Regions from separate parts of the Mus musculus genome. Here regions 2 and 3 are each linked to region 1. A link is a contact called in public Micro-C and promoter capture Hi-C data. All regions are on one chromosome and are shown on one strand. The core of a region is the stretch at or near the end of the contact, and the rest is flanking DNA. Distances in the headings are between cores, read along the strand shown. Region 1 holds the start of Kansl3 (KAT8 regulatory NSL complex subunit 3). Region 2 holds the start of Tmem131 (transmembrane protein 131). Region 3 holds the start of 4930439A04Rik (a long non-coding RNA gene).

Region 1 (2,914 bases), core at 200-2,699:
GCTGCATAGCTAGAATGAGCCTAGCCTGAGATACATGGGACCCTGTCTCTCCATCCCCTCCATAAATGAAAAAACAACCAATAACACTGAGTTCTAAGACCGGGAGGTGGGGGTCGCTCATAGTAATTGCCATCAAGAAATCAATGGAGCTCTTGACAGGTGGCAGAAATAATTGACTGCATTCCCCTGGCAACCTGGTGAATCAGGGTTTAGGCATTTGCACATTTCAAAGTTGAGAAAAAGGCTGAGCCAAGCAGTTAAAAGTCGAACCTTAAATTCATTGTTTTTAATAGCTGAGTAGTACTCCACTGTGTAAATGTACCACATTTTCTGTATCCATTCCTCTGTTGAGGGACATCCGGGTTCTTTCCAACTTCTGGCTATTATAAATAAGGCTGCTATGAACATAGTGGAGCATGTGTTCTTATTACCAGTTGGAACATCTGGATACATGCCCAGGAGAGGTATTGCTGGATTCTCTGGTAGTACTATGTCCAATTTTCTGAGGAACCACCAGACTGATTTCCAGAGTGGTTGTACAAGCTTGCAATCCCACCAGCAATGGAGGAGTGTTCCTCTTTCTCCACATCCTTGCAAGTATCTGCTGTCACCTGAATTTTTAATCTTAGCCATTCTGATGGTGTGAGGTGGAATCTCAGGGTTGTTTTGATTTGCATTTCCCTGATGATTAAGGATGTTGAACATTTTTTCAGGTGCTTCTCAGCCATTTGGTATTCCTCAGTTGAGAATTCTTTGTTTAGCTCTGAGCCCCATTTTTAATGGGGTTATTTGGTTTTCTTTAGTCCATGTTTTTGAGTTCTTTATATATATTGGATATTAGTCCCCTATCTGATTTAGGATTGGTAAAGATCCTTTTAAATACCTAATTAAAAAAACCTGGGGGAAAAAAAAATTGAACCTTACATCTGTCCTCTGCCTCATCTTCCACCTCATCCTAGTCTGAGCTGTACCAGTTTCTTATTAAACTCCGCAGAGCCCTAGAATTGTATCCCAACATTCTGCAAAGCTTTCCCTCCCTCTCTTCATCTCCCCATCTCTCTGGTTTGCTTTGAGGTCTTGAGACAGGGTGTCATGGTGTAGCTCAGGTTGTTCTGGAACTCACCTCGATCCTCCTGTCTCAGCCTCCAGAGAGTGCTAGGATTATAAACCCCGATGGGCTGAAATAAACCCCACCCGCACACTGCAAATTGAACCCAGCTCTGTAACAGGGAAGGGGACACCGAGCGCTGGGGTGGTCTGAACTATCTTGCTCTTTGTCCTCACTTTTCCCACAGAAAACGCAGAGGGAGAACGTCTCTGCCCCGGGAGTCGCGCGCGCTTTCCGCGTTCCCCACAGGTTAGCCAGGTCCCGGGCGCGGATCCGCTCCGGGCTTTGCCGCTCGCCGCCGCGCGGTTCCGGGAGAGCGATCTGCTTCCGCGTTTTCCTCAGAGCCCAAGGCGCCGGGAGGTAAGGCGCACGCGCATTGGGGTCCGGCTCGGGCGAGCGCGCGGCCGACAACTGCGGGTGAGACGCGGTTTTGCCCCGGCGCGGGTGGTGGCCCGTGGGGTTCCAGGCGTTGGGCGGCGGGCTCGGAGAAGCCCTCGGGGCTCCGCGGGCATGAGGGGTCGGGGGCTGAAGCCGCGGGCCAGGCCGGGCCGGCCGGGCGGGGCGCGGGAGGCAGACGCGGCGCTGGGGCGGCCGAGGCGCGAGGCCGAGGAGGGCCCCGGGAGGGGAGGTGGGGCCGGGCGGCTCCTCCTCGCCGGGAACTCGGGATGACCTTGGCCGAGTCGTCCGGGCTCCGGGGCCGCCGCCCGGGTGGGCCGTTTTGAGGTTCTGCGGTTCCGTGGCGGGAACCTCTCAGAGGAGCGGGCCGTTTGCTGGGCGCCTCGCCGAGGGAGGGCGAAGGAGGAGAGGCCTTCTGAGGGCCCGGCCGGGCTGAGGGCGGGCTCTAGTTTTTCTCTTCCCAAAACTCCGGAGTACCATGAGGTTGATGCAAACCTTTGGTGGAGCGTGACCCTAGGAGAGTCCCCTTGACCTCAGCCCAAAGCAATGAAGCTTGGAGGCCCGCGGTGCCCGCCTGTTGTGCTGGGGCCACCCGAGCAGACCAGCCCTGCCCACGTCCTGTTTAGGGGACGAAAAGTAGGGACCTTTAGCTTTTGATGAATTCATGTTTGTGATCCCTCTGGTTTGCAAAAACCTTTACCACCCAGGAAGAAAATTGCCCAGCAAATTTAGGTTTTTGTTTTTGAGATGGGATCTCAATATATTGCTCTGGCTGTCCTGGAACCCACTCTGTAGACTAGGCTGCCCTTGAACTCCCGGAGATCCGTCTGCTTCCGCCTCCCCAGTGCTGGGATTAAAGGCGTGCGTCACCACGCCTTGGCAATTGCAAAGGTCATGTTTTTGTGAACTGTGGAGTCTTGTCAGTTTACAGTTATAAAATTGTGTATGGCACCGTTCTGTTTGGTGGCGGTGTGGGAGGACACATAGATGTGCATAATCAAAGATCGAATGCTGAGCATAAAGACATGTTTTGATAGTGAAAGTTGGGAGAAATGGAAGCTATTGAATTCACAAGCCCCCTTTCACTGCAGGTGACTAGCATGCAGATATTCACACCCTGACTTGGCTGCTTGACTACTGACATGGCCCACCGGGGTGGGGAGAGGGACTTCCAGACTTCAGCTCGGCGGATGGGTACCTCCCTGCTCTTCCAGCTTTCAGTGCATGAGCGGGAACTGGACCTCGTTTTCCTGGATCATAGCTATGCAAAACCGTGGAGTGCCCACCCAGATGCCAGTAGTGCCCGCCCCACCCGCATGCTCTTTGTAACCCCCCGTCGGCAGCAGGAGAATACTATGTGAGTTTGAGAATACCATGTGAGTTTGGGTTTCCTTCTTAAGGAAGTGATGC
Region 2 (3,006 bases), core at 351-2,850, 570 kb before region 1:
AGATTTCATTACATTAAGAAGAAAATTTAAGCCCTGGGTTGGATACCCAGCACTGAAAACCATTAACTTAAATTCAGTGCTAGTATTCAAAAAATTAATGTTCTTTAAAACAGCAGTCAGGGATGGTGGCATATACCTCTAATCCCAGTATTCTACTGACTTTTAAGGAACACAATGAGTTCCACTCCAGCCTGGGCTCACAGTGAGTTCTAGGTCAACCTAGGCTACAGAAGGAGAATGCCTTGGGGGTGGGGGTGGGGGGCAAACCAAAAGCCATCGGGGGTGAGGACGCCTTCAAAATGTATTATTAATTTACATGTTTGCTTCACAAACAGGACGACAGCAGAAGGAAGAACGTTGAGTACCTTTTAAAAAAGGTTTTCTGAAATCCCATTTTCTTTTCTAGTTTGTTCTAAGACATGCAATAGGCAAATGTGGCCTTTTAAATAGATCGACTAACTCAACCAAAAGCTGAGAAAAGCAAAAAAAGACTCTGGGGCTAGGCTCTGGGGGGAAGTGACCAGGCTACCAAACTGTGACAATATCCTTCCTTCCCCTTCCCCAAAGGGCCTAGATTAAGACTTGTATCGAGCAAACAGACACACAGAAAAACACACACACACACTCAAACTTTAACCTGGGAGACATGAGGTGCTTCTTACAGGAGACTAAGACACACCATCTTTGATTTTGGCCTTTGAAAGGAGTATGCGCATAGAAACATATTGATCATTCCAAGACAGAGAAAACCCAGTCTGATTTCTGGCACACCTCGCCTTGTTCCTCCACCCCGCCCCAACTAATGCTTTTTACACACATGGTAAGTTTCCAAATACAAGCAAGCAAAGAAACTGCATAAAAAGGGCTTCCTGTGAACAAGAGGTACGAAGGTTCCATTAAGTCCCTCTTGGGTACGCTTTGGAAGACACAAATGTAAAGAGGGCGGGTCCCCCGTTCTTAAGGAAGCACTGCAAGAAATTGAATCGGACCCTGAACACTTCCCACGTCAAAGCCACCGAGAGGCAGAGGTGCGACCCGAGAAATCACTGGCACGGACTGTCGGCGCTGGGCTCCGGATGCGCACTCAGCCCTCTGAAAGGCTCGGACATTGCAGTACCACTAGACCCGGGTTTGTCCCGGCGTCGGAGGCGCGGCCGGGCCCCGCCCACGCACCAAAGCGGCTGCGCAGCGTGGCTACCCTATCTCCCACGTGACTGCCGTCATTGCCTCCGTGAAGCTCCGGCCGCCATCTTAACTCCTGGCCGGCCCGGGTCCCTCTCCCTCCTTCTCCCGGGCCGTGCGGCAGTGACAGGGTGCGGTTGGCCGCCCCGGCCCGTCCGGTCGGTGAAGCCCGTGTGATTCTGAGGGCGGGGCGAGGAGCCGGAGCTCACGGAGTCCACGGGGAGCACGCGAACCGGCGGGCCGCCCAGGTATTGGCACGGAGGGGGCGGGCCCCTGCGCTCTGCCCCGCCCCTTAGAGGCCAGCGCCGGGGCCCGCGGCCCTTGCCCGTTTCCAGTATGGCCGCCCGCCGTGCCTGACCCGCGGCCTCTCCGTTCCGGCTCTTCGTAGGCGATGCCGATGCCGAGACTGTGACTGACACTCTCGCTCCCACGCACGCACCGACCCAGACCCACGCCGGGAGCCCGAGCTCTGGGCCCACAACCGCTCTCTCCTCGGGCACCGCGGCCATAGCCCGGACCACGGCTCCCGCGCCGCTGCCGTCGCCTCGCGGAGAAGGGTCGCGCAGGACCTCGAGCTCGGCGGCCCCCGGCCCGCCAGGATGGGGAAGCGGGCGGGAGGAGCAGCCGCCGCCGCCGCCGCCGCCTCCACGTCCTCCGCGGCCGGGCTGGAGCCCGCGGCTGGCCGAGGCGGGGGTCCTCGGAGCGCAGCCGCGGGCCTCCTGGGAGCGCTGCACCTGGTGATGACCCTCGTGGTGGCCGCGGCGCGGGCCGAGAAGGAAGGTGGGTTGCCGGCGGCGGGCGGCGGGCGACAGGCGGCAGAGGGAGGCCCGCGACGGGCGCCGGCGCGAAGTTGCTGGGTCGAGCCCCGTCCCGAGCCGGCGACTCGGGGTTCGGCGAGCTGCCGCGTCGGCCGCGCGCCGCGGCTCTGCCGCTGCTCCGTGATTCCTTTCCCCTCACCGTGTCCCGGTCTTTCCCTCGTCTACTGTCAGTGCCCATAAAACTTCCCGAGCTCTCTTGTAGGTTCTTGCCACTTGGCCCGCTATGCGAGGAGGCACCCCGCTTTTAGGCTTCTTGGTGGCTCCTGCTAGGTCGATCGCGGGACGCTTTTCTTGTTTTCCCTTTGTCAGGTTTTAATTTGGGCATGCGGACCGAGCTCACTTTAAAATGCGGTGGTTAAAAAAGAAGAAAAAAAAAAAGCGAGACTGGTGGAAAGGCTTCAATACACGGCTTATAAAATTTCTATTTGCTGGGACATCTCTTTGAAGAGGCTCTTGTTTCCTTAGTATCCTTCTTCACTATCCCTTTGCGGTATGGAGGATCGTTTGTTATTAGCCCTAAATAGACTCTCATTTGCCTCTAGTAAGCTACTGGAAGCCGGTTTCCATTTCTGCTTTAATATCCTCACGTAATTCGGTGCCTTTCTCTTTGATGTGTGAGCCCTTAGAAACGAATGTCAAGTTCCCAGCTTGCACACCCTTCACCTGTAACTCACAATTGAAGCCGCACTCCAGTTTTAATAACTCCTCTAATATTGTAAGGTTGTAAAACTGGTACTTTGACAAGATCAGAAATTACTTTGCAGTCTTGAAGACTAATTTGGGGGTGGGGGTGTTCTGGACTACCTGTTTCTGAACGTGAGCCCAAGGAGAAGTGTGAGCAGTCACAGAACCTTCATGAATTAATTCACAGTGAATGCTGCTTTTTTTTTTCCCTAAGAAGAAAACTAGTTAGATTATTTTTGTTTTTCCTGTATAAAGTCGCTGTTACTGGCTAGCAGCTGTAAAGTAAACCAGATTAGCCTTAAAGTGCAACTCTGTGTCAGTT
Region 3 (2,915 bases), core at 241-2,740, 970 kb before region 1:
TACACACACACACACACACACACACACACACACACACACACACACACTATTAAAAGCAAACCACACTTCCTAGCTTGCTTTTCCTGTTGTCATGATAAGCATCATGACCAAAGGTGGAGAGGAAAGGGTCAATCTGGCATATGCTTCCAGGTCACAGTCTAGCTTTGAGGGAAGTTGGGACAGGAATTCAAGGCAGTAACCGAAGCAGAAACCGTGATGTTTTGAAAGCTGCTTACTAGCTTGCTCTGTTTGCTTTTTTTGTACAGCCCAGCCCATTTGCCTAGGCATGGTGCTGCCTACAGTAAGCCCCCCACCACTACCCCCTCACTGCCCCACCAGCAATCATGAAGATAATTCCTTACAGATAGGTCAATCAGGAGGAGGAAATTCTTTAACTGGGGTTTCTTTTCTTTCTCTCTTTTTCTTCATTTTTTGGGGGTTGGTGAAAGGCTCTAGTTTGTCAAGCTAACAATAAAAACCAACCAGCATACCATACTAGAAAACAATACATTAGATCCTTTTATCTTAAGAACTACTCTGAAAAGACTCCCAACAGTTGACAATAAGAGCACAGACTCCACCCTACCCATGACTAGTGTGTCCCCAAGTCCCCCCACCTGGGCACTGCTTGCTGCCTATTTGCCCGCAGGGAGGATGCCTGTGGCTCGGGAACACAACCACGCAGAGGGCCCATCTCTTGAGTTATATATGCCAGGGTCGTATTAAATGCACCTGGCTTTCTGTTCTTTTCTGTCTTCAATGCCCCCCCACTCTTGTCCACTGAAATGTGCCAGTGCTTCCTGGCTGTGGGGCAGAGAATCTAAGCCTCCCAGAGAAGTAAGTGTGAAAGCTCTAAAGAGAACAGGGATAGGACAGACCAGGACAGAGGGGCTTATGTCTGCCCCCAGCCCACCCTGTGCGAGGTCCCAGTTGGGTGCTCATGAGGCTCTTCTGACATGGCTGTCACCATACTACCATGTCAGTGGTCAGCAGATGCCGAGATAGAAACCTTTCCCCAAATCAAATGTGTGTGCCACCTGACTACATTACATTCCATAATACGAAATTCTCCAAAGGGCACAAAGCTCATGCCCCTGCCCCAGCCCCATTTTCCTTTTGGAACTACAGCTCGGTTTTCATTAACTGGGTCTCGACTGCAGCTGGCTCCTGACAGGACCTACTATTCCTACCATCAACCTGTCTGACCCAGTTTGAGTTTTCTTCATTTATTCCCATAAAAGAGAGAAATATAACCTCATTTCATATCCCAGTGTGATATTTTAATCTAGGAAGCTATCATTAGAACGCCTATCTCCCTTGGAACATGCTTTTGTTTTGTAAGCAGAAAGAGTCCACACATTGTAAAATAGTAATTTCAGAAAATAAACCAAAACATCTCCTGACACACAAAGGATACACCAAGTTCTGACTATGATGTAGGCAGAATCAGGCCCTGTTCCCTCCTGTGCCCACTGACAAAGGCAGCAGCTGTTCTAGATTCTAGATTCTGGGTGCTAACAAGTGAGTGGGGATTCTAGGGCAAGGAGGTGTTGAGTCCTAATTTCACACAGGACAAGAGCAGGAAGAAGGCAGCCCAAGGATAACAAAATGTCAGAGCTGACAGACCAGAGATACCTGTCACACTTCTTGGATTAACTGTAAGTTTCACCTCTGCATAACCACAGGCAGGGCTTGGGGTCAGGATTCTACCCTAACCAGCTTCATCTAGCTGCCTTTACCAGAGTCGTGTGCTCTTTGTCCCTTGTGATAAACAGCAAGGTCAGAAAAAGAAAATCAGTACAGAAACCCAGCCCCTTATGTAGATATTGCCGCTTCCTGGGGGTGTGTACACTGCTCCTGTGTCCAGCCTTCTTTCTCCATCTCTAGTTTCCAGCTCAGCGGATGGTACCACAGCTTTCCAGAACAAGGCAAAAAGTGAGGAGACCTCCCTTCCTGTATGAGCTCCCACTTCCCAACAACCTGACAGTCCTTACAGGACCTTCTAGGACCAGATCCTTCTCACCAAGGCTCACACCTTGGTCTCCACTACATCTGAAGAGGTTACAAGGAATTCTGGGTAAGTGCCATCACCCTGCAGCTTTGTAGACTGTCCTCTACCTCATTCCCCAACAACCATGGCGATGTACAAAGACATTAATTACATACCAAAGAGAGGAGGATGGTCAGAATTTCGTGGCTGTATAAAGCTGGATATATAATTATACATGAAACACCATGTCATGCAAGGACAAAACTTAATTCTTTAAGATCCACCACCTAAACTCCCACCTAGTAATGAGTTACCCCTACTCACTGGTGCAGCTTTGGCACAAATGCCATGGCTGGAACAAGTTACTTTCTAAGACTGCTCCATGAGATGGAACTAAGACCTGAATCGTTAAAGGGGCCAAGAACCCAGGGCTAAATAGGTCATAGGCCCTAGGGAGAACCAAATACTATATTTTGCTTACAGGCATACCATTAAAACAAATCCCATTGAACAGATCATCTCTCAACCATCATTAAAGAAGTTCCTCCTTGCAGTAGACGGCAATTAACATAGAGAATAAGAGACTATAGTGTGCTCAGCCCTAAATTAGACATACTTGCCACACCCTTCCCCCAAAGTTCAAGGCTTCCGTTTTCATGGAAGAGGGGCCAGAAACAGATGACATCAGGGAGACAGTGTTTCCCATACACAGCTGGGCAACTGCACAAATGAATGCACAGCTAGTTATTGTGACAGTGTGCACAAGGCCTGCCAAGCTCTCCCCAGACAAAGTCCTGGCACGGATGGTAGAAAGTGGGCACTGGATCCCATCCCTAGCTGAGGAGCTACTGGTGTCGAGAGCTTCTGGGAAAAAAGAGTCAGTTTTGTTAATGGCCCTCATAAGGTGACAACCACTTTCCAGGGC

Evidence for each region. A called contact is a pair of places that touch in the nucleus more often than the background predicts. Capture Hi-C pulls out chosen DNA fragments and counts their contacts.
Region 2: a Micro-C map of embryonic stem cells shows a contact between it and region 1, with 5 times the contacts expected there. The contact joins the promoter of Tmem131 here to the promoter of Kansl3 in region 1. A contact is called at or near these places in 1 of 39 promoter capture datasets (cranial neural crest), 3 of 484 Hi-C or Micro-C datasets (CD4 T cells and embryonic stem cells), 1 of 115 datasets of contacts at active chromatin or transcription factors (pancreatic cancer cells) and 1 of 9 other capture datasets (pancreatic islet).
Region 3: a contact with region 1 is called in a promoter capture Hi-C map of liver, with 2.3 times the contacts expected there. The contact joins the promoter of 4930439A04Rik here to the promoter of Kansl3 in region 1. A contact is called at or near these places in 1 of 39 promoter capture datasets (liver) and 1 of 9 other capture datasets (liver).

The regions. Positions count from the first base shown.
Region 1 is chr1:36,367,716-36,370,629 of GRCm38.p6, reverse strand. Kansl3 (KAT8 regulatory NSL complex subunit 3) reads left to right here and starts at 1,449. Exons shown (of 22, transcript NM_001310513.1): 1 at 1,449-1,525; 2 at 2,596-2,861. The coding sequence starts at 2,647.
Region 2 is chr1:36,938,121-36,941,126 of GRCm38.p6, reverse strand. It overlaps Tmem131 (transmembrane protein 131), which reads left to right and starts at 1,600. Exons shown (of 41, transcript NM_018872.2): 1 at 1,600-1,962. The coding sequence starts at 1,782.
Region 3 is chr1:37,332,807-37,335,721 of GRCm38.p6, reverse strand. It overlaps 4930439A04Rik (a long non-coding RNA gene), which reads left to right and starts at 1,490. Exons shown (of 4, transcript XR_003947777.1): 1 at 1,490-1,658; 2 at 1,888-2,077. The region is part of intron 1 of Inpp4a (inositol polyphosphate-4-phosphatase, type I); the gene reads right to left.